Linked DNA regions of Oryctolagus cuniculus: region 1 is linked to region 2. Evidence: chromatin contacts called from public Micro-C data. All regions are on one chromosome and are shown on one strand. The core of a region is the stretch at or near the end of the contact, and the rest is flanking DNA. Distances in the headings are between cores, read along the strand shown. Region 1 holds the start of CS (citrate synthase). Region 2 holds the start of ESYT1 (extended synaptotagmin 1).

Region 1 (5,075 bases), core at 657-3,156, 180 kb before region 2:
AAATCAGAGATTTAAAACTGTTAAAATATTCCTATTGATTTCCTTTTTGAAATAACCCTTTAAAAATCTCTAGATTAAGACAACATTTTCTTTTCTTTTTTTTTTTTTAAGATTTATTTATTTATTTGAAAGGCAGAGTTACAGAGAGGCAGAGGCAGGGCACACAAAGAGAGGCGCACTGGCCCCAGACAACATTTTCTACATAAGATAACACTTCAGATTTCAGCTTTAATTACATTTAAGCAGTGTTGAACTATTTTTCACAGGCAGTTTATGAAAGCATATTTGTTAACAAAGCCAAATAGTTTTTCCATAGAGTATAAGTGCTAAGAGTACCAACATTTACACTTAGAAACATTTATTTCACTTACCTTTGCCCAATTTATGTTTAGCAATTACACCTAGATGACTTAAGATGCTGATATTTTATCATACTTTATCTGAATTAAGGTCAAAATTACATTTATATGGAGTTCAACTCCTGCTTGTAAAACTCTAGCTGGAAATCAGTGACATAAGCCAGAGATTGCAAAATACACCTTAGGGCCTATAATAAGCAGTGATTACCCATTTCTATCTCATCCACATCTGTTAAACCAAGTCACAAAGCAAGTTTGGCAAGTTACAAGGCAATTTTTTTAAGTCAGTGATCTTCCTAGATTCAAAAGAAATTCCTTTAAGCCCAGTGTCTAGGTACTGTTGAACCAAATTCTCATGCATGAGATTTACTAGACATCTCTAGATTTTAGTTTATTTGAATTTAGTTTTCTTTTTACCCAAAAACCCCACTTTAGGCCAATAGTGCCCGTCAACAGTGAACTACTTGGGACTGTCTCTGAAACAAACATGAGTTCAGGCATCTGCAAGACAGTCCCAGGGGTCAGCACTATGGCGTAATGGGTAAGGCCGCTGGCTCCTGCGGCGCTGGCATCCCATGTGGGCGGCAGTTAACGTCCCTGCTGTCCCTGCTGCCCCACCTCTGATCCAGCTCTCTGCTATGGCTTGGGAAAGCAGTAGAAGATGGCCCAAGTCCTTGGGCCCCTGTACCCGCGTGGGAGACATGGAAGAAGCTCCTGACTCCTGGCTTCAGATCAGCCCAGCTCAGGCCGTTCCAGCCATTTGGGGAGTGAACCAGTGGATGGAAGACCTCTCTCTCTCTCTGCCTCTCTGTAACTAGGTCTCTCAAATAAATAAATCTTAAAAAAAAAAAAAAAAAAAAAAAAAAAAAAAGAGCTCTCCTCCACCTATTAACCTGTCCGACTCCTCACGCCACTCACACTAGGACTGGCGGCTCTGACGTGCCCTGGAAGCCTTCATGTTACAGGAGCGTTTGTAAGATTTTGATTTCCTGGCCTTAGACAGAAGTGACAGTTGACAAAGAGCACTGAAAATTTAGGCTGTTCTCCACACAGGTGTGTTGGTATCTGGACTAATGTAGCCTCCTCTGCTGACCTAAAAATGTTCTCCACCAAGCATCTAACTCTTCTGCCATCACAGCCTGTTTTCCACATGATGTCATCTCCATGGTCATGAAGTCTTTAACCAGACATTATTCAAGGAAGCAAGGCAAAGTGCAGGGGGAACGAGCAAATATCAGTTGTCACGATGACATATTTAAGGAGTTGGCTCCCGAGGACCTTCAAAGCCTGAGTGCTGGAGCTTTTTCTTTAGCATTACCATTACAATCAACCCCAAATGTGTTAAGGGCAAAGGGAAACCCAAAGAAGGAAGTTAACTGAATTCTCAGGCACACGCTTAGCCACCTACTCTCCCTCCCCCATCCTCGGCAGCCACACTTAATTAGCCTAAAGCGGACGACCCAATCCTCTTCGCCCCAACTACTGTCAGCGGCTCAGGTCCCGCCCCTCCTCCGCACCAAGCCAATGGTGGAGCCCCAGGCGAGTCCCCTGAGAGGGGGCGGGATCAAGTTCCGGGCAGTGGGCGGGTCCTCGCTGAGGACCCCGGGCTGGGCGCCGCCGCCGGTTCGTCTACCCTTTCCCTCAGCCGCCTCCTTTCAACCTTGTCCACCGTCGGCGCGGCCTCTGGTGCAGCAGCTGCGGCTCCCGTACCTGCCGCAGCGCTCTCCCCATCTTCCCTCCCCACCAGATCCCGGAGTTCACCTGCCATGGCTTTACTCACTGCGGCCGCCCGGCTCTTGGGAGCCAAGGTGAGCAAGCAGGGAGGGAGCACGGCGTCCCAGGGTGGGGCTGAGGCGGCCGCAGGCCCTCGGGCGCCGGGGTCTCCCGCCCACACCCTTGCGCACCCCTGCGCGCCTTAAAGGGACCTTGGCCTTGGCTGGCCGCCGGTCCTGCGTAGAGCTCCCAGGGCCATGTGCTGCGCTGCCCTTCGGGCTCCCGGGGGTGAGGTGAACGCCGTGCGCCCCGGCCTGCAGTGTCAGGCGAGTGAGGAGGCCCGACTCTGCTGTCAACTTCGCGTGGCTGAGGGGAGAGGGAGCCGCCACTAGAGAACAGAGATGTGCTTCCACTGGAGTTAGGGGAAGAATCTTTTCGGAGGTGGGGGTCGGTGTGAGCAGATTCGTCCGCTCGGTCCCGGGGTCGGAGCAGGGCCAATGGCCGATTTTGGCTTCTGGTTAGTAGGGAGGGCGTTGTCAGGTCCCGAGCTACCCGTTTCTGTTTCTTCAGCACAATCACTTAAGCCTTCAGTGACCACGCCGTGGCCGTGCCGTGTCGGCCAGAGGAGTGGGACCCTCAGGTCCTCTTTGTCCTTGGGACTCTGGAACTTACTCTTAATATATAGGAGGAGCCTGGGCAGGGTGGAGCACTCCTATAAAACCTGCTTGATTTCTCACATGATAGGAGAAAGAACCAGAAAGGTTGTTGCACCGAACAGCAAGCCAGTTAATGAAGATACTCGGCCAGGGCTCGGAATGCCAAGGTCACATGACCAACCCTACTACTTGCCCGCCCAGGTTTTGCAGTTGAACTTCATGCAGCCTGCTGTACCCAGGAGAACTTTCTCTTTCTTTAGGGACCTTTACTTAACATTTGGGTCACAGAAATAAGAACTGTTCCGGATAATGGTGCTGCAAGTTAAAATTGCCAGCATTTTTTGGCTCCGGGTAACAGGGCTCTTTAAACGGAAACTGCTGTGCTGAGGAGTCTTGGCTCTCTGATCAAACCGGGACCTTCCCACAGGTGACCTTGACTTGTGGGCAGAGTTTGCACTTTCGGCTGCGGGCGTTTTAAAGCCTTGGGCACCTGGAGGGAAGGGAGAGCCTTAGAATGGTTTTGGTTTGCTGTGTGTTGTCTTGCAGAGCTGGCAGAGGTAAAGTGAAGCTCCTAGGGTTTACCTTAGGGTTCTTCCAGGCACTCAGTGGCAAGGTAGAGTCTGATCATTCGAAAGATACTTGTCTCGCTTGGCTGTTGCTTCTCCTGAGGCCAGGGAACAGTGTAAGAAAACCTCTTGGGAAGTGAAGCAAGTTCTAGATAGCATTTGGGCAGAATAGGGGACGCTAAAATTAGCTCATTCCAGAGCTCTTAACCTACACCAGAGTGTCTAAACACTACAGTGGATTTGAATTTGAGAAAGCCGTTGGATTTACTTTTTGAATGCATTTTGTCTTTTAAGCCTGTTGGGAAGCTCAGAGAGCGTTTGAGATGACAGAGCTACACAGTTGTGGCTGTCATTGTTTACTTTATAGATGGACCTGAGGATCCCAGAAACCCGTAAATTGGAAACTATTAAAAAGATTTTGACCCTTAAAATTAGCAAAGCCCTAGAAGCTTAGGAGTGGAAATTTCTTGAAAACTGAGTGATGTGATCAGGATACTGAGAAGCCTTTCAGCTTGTCAGCATTGCTAGCACCTGCTTGAGCTTTCTAGATTAGCCTGCAGCTTAATTGGTAGCTGTAATTGGTAATACATTTTACTTGTGAGTAGTCTCCTAATCTGGGAGAACTGATCACTACCACTTTGATTTTCAAGGTCGGCTATAGTTTCATTTTTAACCTTGCTAGGAGACAAAAGTGCTAGTCATTGTTCTATTTGTCCACCCTACCCATTGTTGGGTAATTCATATGAACACCTGAGTTGGAGAGATAGCCAAATCGGAGCCTTGAGATTATTTGTCTTGCTTATTCAAGTGATTTAATATTAAGGAGTCACCTTAGTATTAGCTATGGGTGCCTCAGCTTTATGACTTAAAAAAGGTCTTTTCGCAGATAATCTGGGTTTCGATTTGGGCTGGGAACTGGAGAATAGGGCACCAGTTTGCTTCTCTGAACTCTTGAAGTCAACATGTTTAGTCAATCCTGACTGAAAGCGAGTTACTTTTGTACTCCTGAGATTTGCTCCTCCACACTAGGATATTTGAAACTTTGAGGGAATCAACCAAAAAATGTTTTTAGGTTATGCCTAGACATTTTCAAGATAGTGAATACAAGTGGTTCCTTTTCAGTGCACTTAATACCCTTGCAAAAATTTTTTTTTTTTTTTGACAGGCAGAGTTAGAGAAAAAGGTCTCCCTTCCTTTGGTTCACCCCCCAGATGGCCACCACGGCTGGCATGCTGCGCCAATCCGAAGCCAGGAGCCAGGTGCTTCCTCCTGGTCTCCCATGCAGGTGCAGGGCCCAAGCACTTGGGCCATCCTCCACTGCCTTCCCGGGGCACAGCAGAGAGCTGGACTGGAAGAGGACCAACCGGGACAGAATCTGGCGCCCCAACTGGGACTAGAACCTGGGGTGCCAGCGCCGCAGGCGGAGGATTAGCCAAGTGAGCTGCGGCACCCCTGCAAATTTTTTTTTTTTTTTTGACAGAGTGGACAGTGAGAGAGACAGAGAAAAAGGTCTTCCTTTTGCCGTTGGTTCATCCTCCAATGGCCAACGCACCGCGCTGATCCGATGGCAGGAGCCAGGTGCATATCCTGGTCTCCCATGGGGTGCAGGGCCCAAGCACTTGGGCCATCTTCCACTGCACTCCCTGGCCACAGCAGAGAGCTGGCCTGGAAGAGGGGCAACCAGGACAGAATCCGGCGCCCCGACCGGGACTAGAACCTGGTGTGCCGGCGCCGCAAGGCGAAGGATTAGCCTATTGAGCCGCGGTGCCGGCCCCCCTGCA
Region 2 (5,112 bases), core at 1,534-4,033:
GGTACCTGAGTCCCGGGATATCCAGCAGGTTTGTCATCCCTGTCCAGTTGATGTCTAGGGTCTGGAAGGGAAGGGACGGGGTCAGGACAGACCCTGTGGGCCCAGGTGCGTCCATCCAGCAGTTAGGCCCTCAGCTTGCCTGCTGTCCCCTGCTCATTCCCCTCTCCCATCCTCAGTCCCTCCGCGTGTCCCCTTACCGGGCGTCGGATAAAGAACATGGACACAGCGCCCACGATAGGCACGTCCCCCATGAGTGGCTCAAGGATGACCCGCAGGACACCGTGCAGCTGGGACAAGAAGGGAAGACTGAGGGCCCCTCCAGGAAAGGACCCCTCCGTCCTCCCAGACTTCCCCAGCCGGGCTCTTCCCGCCCCCACCTCCCCACCTCCCAGGAAACCTAGGACAAAGACTCGGGTTATGCAGGCCCCACACAGCTGTCCCACCTGCATGCCCTTGACCCCTGCTTTGCAGAAATACTTCTTCACTTCCACATCGATCTGCACATCCCCCACGTAGCTGGGGGGCGGGAGGAAGAGAATGACAGGGTCAGTGCCTGGCTGGCGGGGGTGGGGGGTTGGTGATAGGGAGAGGGGAGTCGTCGGGGTGACCCGGACCCGCTGCGGGGTGGCAGGAGGGGTGGCGAGCAGGGCTACCTGACGTTCAAGTCCAGCAAGATCTGGTCCTTTCTCTGGCTGGGGTGGACCTTCACGCCAATGACGCGCAGTGGCTGCAAGGGAGGAGTGCCTCAGCCCCCTGGGGTCGCCCCCTCCCCCGGCCCGGGCCTGCCTCCCACACCGAACCTTTTCTCCCAGCTCCACTCTGGTGAACGTGAACGTCTGCAGGTGGGGGTTGGAGCCCCGAACAGCGGGGGCCACGGTCTCAGCCAGGAGCTTCTCCATGTACTGGCCCAGGAAGGGCCAGACCTGGGCCGTGATCTGGAAGGGAAGGGAGGCGGTCTTCCCCCTGGAGGAGGCTGGGTCCCCTCGGACGCCTCTGCCCCCAGGGCACGGGGCACTAGGCTGGAGCTGGAACTGAGGTGTGCGTGGCCCAGCAAGAGGCATGAACCCCCATTCTCCCTTCATGCAGGGGAAGACTTGGGACGGCCCTCACCTTATTTAGCCATTCCGCCTTTTCCACGTCTGGGAAGCTGACCTGAAGGTGAGGAAGGCAGAGACAGGGATAAGCATCACCCCCTGCCTGGGGTTCCCCCGGGGGATCCCAGAGGAAGCACCAGGGGGCACGGGGCTTCCTCCCAGGGCACGGAGGTCTAATGCGGGGAGCTGACATGGCACAGGCCACACAAAGTTGCTTTGTGGATGGCTCGGGGGAGTTCAGTGACAGCTGCTGGGGCCGAGGAGGGGGAGGGGGGAGGGGCGCATTCTTTCTAGAGGGGCAGGTCGCGGCGGCGGGCGGGCGGGAGTCCTGCTTCCTTTCTGCGGCCTCTCCTCCTCCCTCGGATTGGACCCAGTTCTGTAGCAAGGCGAAGGTGAAGAGGGAGGCAAACCCTTGCTCGAGGAGCCGCCGGAGGAGAGGTTTAGGCCCTGGCCGTGTTTTCTTCTCCTCTTTCTTCTCTCTCTCGTCTCCCCGGGTGACTCAGGACACCTGTGCCTTGTATTTGGGGCGAGGGGCAGCAGCTTCCACGGGGAGGGGCGGGAGGAGGGCCGCAGCGGGCCTGGGATCGTGTCTCCCCCCCCAGACTGGCACCTCTGCAGGGAGGGGCAGGGAGGGGTCGCGTAGCGGGTCCCGCTTCGGAAACCCAAGAGGCGGCGTCGGGCCCGCCGCAGGAGACCGTGCGCAGAACTAAGGGTCCCGGTCCGGAAAAGGGTGGGGCCGGCAGGGGCGGGGCTGCGGGCAGCCGGAGCTGCAGCGACCCCGCCCGCACCCCGCCGCTGGTGGCCGGAGGGCCAGTGCCGGTGCTGGGGCGCAGCTTAGCAACGCCCCGGGGCTAGTGCCCGGGGAGGAGAGCGGGAAAAGGGAAAACCGTATGGCCTTCAATAGCAGGAAAAAAAGTCTGGAGGCGGCTGGGACGAGAGACGAGAGAGGGAACCCCCTGAGCGGCAACGGGGCCGGGATGCCCAGGAGCAGCCCCCGAGCCCCGTTCCAGACGTCTCGGCCAGGAGGGATAACGGGGTCCCCCCTGGCTACCCCTGCTGCTGCGCAAGGGGAGAGGGCGCAGGACCCGACCTGGGGGCGCGGCCAGGTTGGGGAGAACGGGTGGTCGGTCCCGAGGGGTCGCATGGTGAGGGTCCCCAGCACCTGGGGGGGGGGGCAGGAGCGGGCGGTGCTGCCGCGAGGACAGGGTGGTCGCTCACCCAGGCAGGCAGCTCTCGATGGCTCAGGTAAAGCGTTTTTGCCGTGAGCCGCTCCTCGTCGTCCAGCAGCTGCCTCGCCGCCCGAAGGCTCCGTTTCTTCTCGTCGCGGACCCGGCGCCAGCCCAGGTAGAGGGCGAGGCCGAAGAGCACGAACCCCACGCTGAGTCCCGCCGCCCCGGCCAGGTACACCGGCACCAGCACCAACAGCCGCCGCCCGAAGGAAGTCAGCACGGCCAGCACCTCACCCGCCGCGCCCGGGCCCCCAGAGCCCGGGTCCGGGGGCTCCGAGGGCGGCTCCCGGGCTCCGGGGCCGGGGCCGGGGCTCGAACCCTCTACAGGAGAGCGCTCCATGGTGCCACTTCGGCGAGGACCCGCCCGACCCGGACCACCAGCTGGGGCTGGACTAGCGGAGCCGCCTGCTCCCCCTGCAAACCGTGACCCCCGGGCTGGGGGAGGGGCCTCAGGCCACGCCCCCTCCCCCCGACGGTTGGGGTTGGTCCGCGCCGCAGAGACCGAGGCGGGGTGAAGAGGCTGAGCCCCGCCCCTTTTCTGCGGGGAAAGCCAGGGCTTCTGGGCGGCGGGACCTCCTGATTGGACGAGCCTGCCAAGGCCGGCGGTCAGAGATGGCGGGAAAAGCAGCAGAGGGGCTAACGGACAGATTTTGATTGGTCACCAAGGGGAGGAGGCGTGTCATACCAATTCGAGGCGGGACCCAGTGCCCCCCACGTGGGATTGGAGTGCCCTGGTATGACGTCATGCAGAGCCGCACCGCCGATTAACTCGGTTTTAAAGCGAGCTGGGATTTGTGAAGTTGAGGGGTTGGTTGTGGAAAACCGGGGTTCCCTTCCGCTCGTGCAGACGGTTTGGCAGGACTTGTCTCGCATGCTCTGAGCACGTTCTTTGCCTTTCTGGTTTTGCCTGGCCGCCCTTACAAAAGGAAAGGAGATGAGCGTATTGGGAGTGGAGGTGTTGGGCGACCGCCCTGGAGTGCGCAGTGTGAGGGCTGAGCTGAGAAAACGGGAGACCCAGAGAACGAACGAGAGGACCTGGCCTTCGGGGGCGAAAAGTCAAAGAAGCGAAGGGGCGACTAGGCAGTGAGGCTTGCTGTTTGGAGATCTTGAAGCGTTAATCACCTCCGTCATGGGGGATCCATTGCACCTAAATTAGCTCCAGAGGAGCGAGGACTCAGCTGCCGCAGGGTTAGTCCATTTTCCGAGAATGTCCTGACCCTGAGGGACTTCTACGCCATTCCAATAAGAAGTCAAGCGTCCTGAGACCATTCGGGTTCTTATTTGTTTGGACCAGAGGCAAGGGCTGGAACACAATCATGTGTAGAACTAATGCATTTCCACACGGGACTGTACGGGTTCAGGAGGGGGAAGGGCAAGGTACACTGATAATGGCTTTGGAGGCAGACTGCTGTCCAGAGACCCAGCAACTGGATTAAGTGGAGGTTGAAGAGGGGACAGCTGGTCATAAAGTGATCAGCTTTAATGCAGTGTACTTGTGTGCATCTTATTGTTGTTCCGTGGGATGCAGCAGGCGAGCTGGGGCTGTTCCTGGGAAAGACTAGGTCTGCAGCTGATACTTTTTATCTGGCTCTGCAGGGCATAATTTTATCCGGCTGTGTTTCATCAAAGCTACTTTGCCCAGCCTCCCTCCCTCAAGTTTTCTCGGTTCGATTTCTCCACACCCCCGGGGCTGGCGGGACCTGACTGCTTCGGTTTCCAGAGCTGTAGTTTCTATCTTCCTCCCTTACCCTCCATATTCCCAGAAGTGACAAAGAGCCTGGTGGAGCTACGAGTAATCTGTTCACCAACCAGCGAGGCAGAACGGAACCTGAAACTCACTAAGTACTGGAGCAAGGAGGGTCCCTGAGGCAGGTGGATGACAGAGTGACCCATGGAGGCCCCTTTTCAAACTTCTCCTCTTCCTCATCTCCTCCCCTCCCCTCCCCACCCCGCCCCGCCCCACCTCAAGATCATCAGCACCTCCTATTTAAGACGCTATACCAGGGCCAGAAACTCATCCTGAGAGACGCTTTTGTCTCAGCCAGGGCCCAGAAGCTAGCGGACCAGCAGCTGCAATGCAGTTACCGACGTCAGTAAACAGGGTGGGGCCCGTCCATTGACAATCTTGCTGCCCAGGTGCCACCTGCTGGCGATAAGCAGTAAGTGGGCACAGGCAGACATGGCCGTTAGAGGAAGTGGGGCCTCACAGGGCGGGGCCTAGGGGAAGCAGAGGACCTAGACTTCCAGGGTTGGCAACCCGGGTTTATGTCAACGCTAATTACCTCCTAGGTGAAGCCGAGTCTGATGATGTATTCTGGCCTCAGCTCATTAGGAAACTTGTGTTAGTCTTTCAAAGTTAGTAACAATTGGTGGTCCCACTGTTGAATGCCTCTATCTTTAGAACTTTCTCTCTGGAACCAGACTGCCTGAAGAGATTCCTGGCCCCATTCCTAACTGGTTGTAGAACACTTTGCAGGTTATTTATTTATTTATTTATTTTGACAGGCAGAGTGGACAGTGAGAGAGAGACAGAGAGAAAGGTCTTCCTTTTGCCGTTGGTTCACCCTCCAATGGCCGCCGCGGCTGGCGCACCGCGCTGATCCGATGGCAGGAGCCAGGTGCTTCTCCTGGTCTCCCATGGGGTGCAGGGCCCAAGGACCTGCACTCCCGGGCCATAGCAGAGAGCTGGCCTGGAAGGGGGGCAACCGGGACAGAATCTGGCGCCCCAACCAGGACTAGAACCTGGTGTGCCGGCGCCGCAAGGTGGAGGATTAGCCTAGTGAGCCGCG

The links. A called contact is a pair of places that touch in the nucleus more often than the background predicts.
Region 1: a Micro-C map of ear pinna shows a contact between it and region 2, with 2.7 times the contacts expected there. The contact joins the promoter of CS here to the promoter of ESYT1 in region 2. A contact is called at or near these places in 2 of 6 Hi-C or Micro-C datasets (ear pinna and an unstated tissue).

Annotation. Positions count from the first base shown.
Region 1 is chr11:59,111,053-59,116,127 of mOryCun1.1, reverse strand. It overlaps CS (citrate synthase), which reads left to right and starts at 1,906. Exons shown (of 11, transcript XM_002711075.4): 1 at 1,906-2,167. The coding sequence starts at 2,126.
Region 2 is chr11:58,927,783-58,932,894 of mOryCun1.1, reverse strand. ESYT1 (extended synaptotagmin 1) reads right to left here and starts at 2,783. Exons shown (of 31, transcript XM_051832783.2): 1 at 2,313-2,783; 2 at 1,111-1,152; 3 at 801-935; 4 at 654-727; 5 at 444-516; 6 at 198-287; 7 at 6-61. The coding sequence starts at 2,663.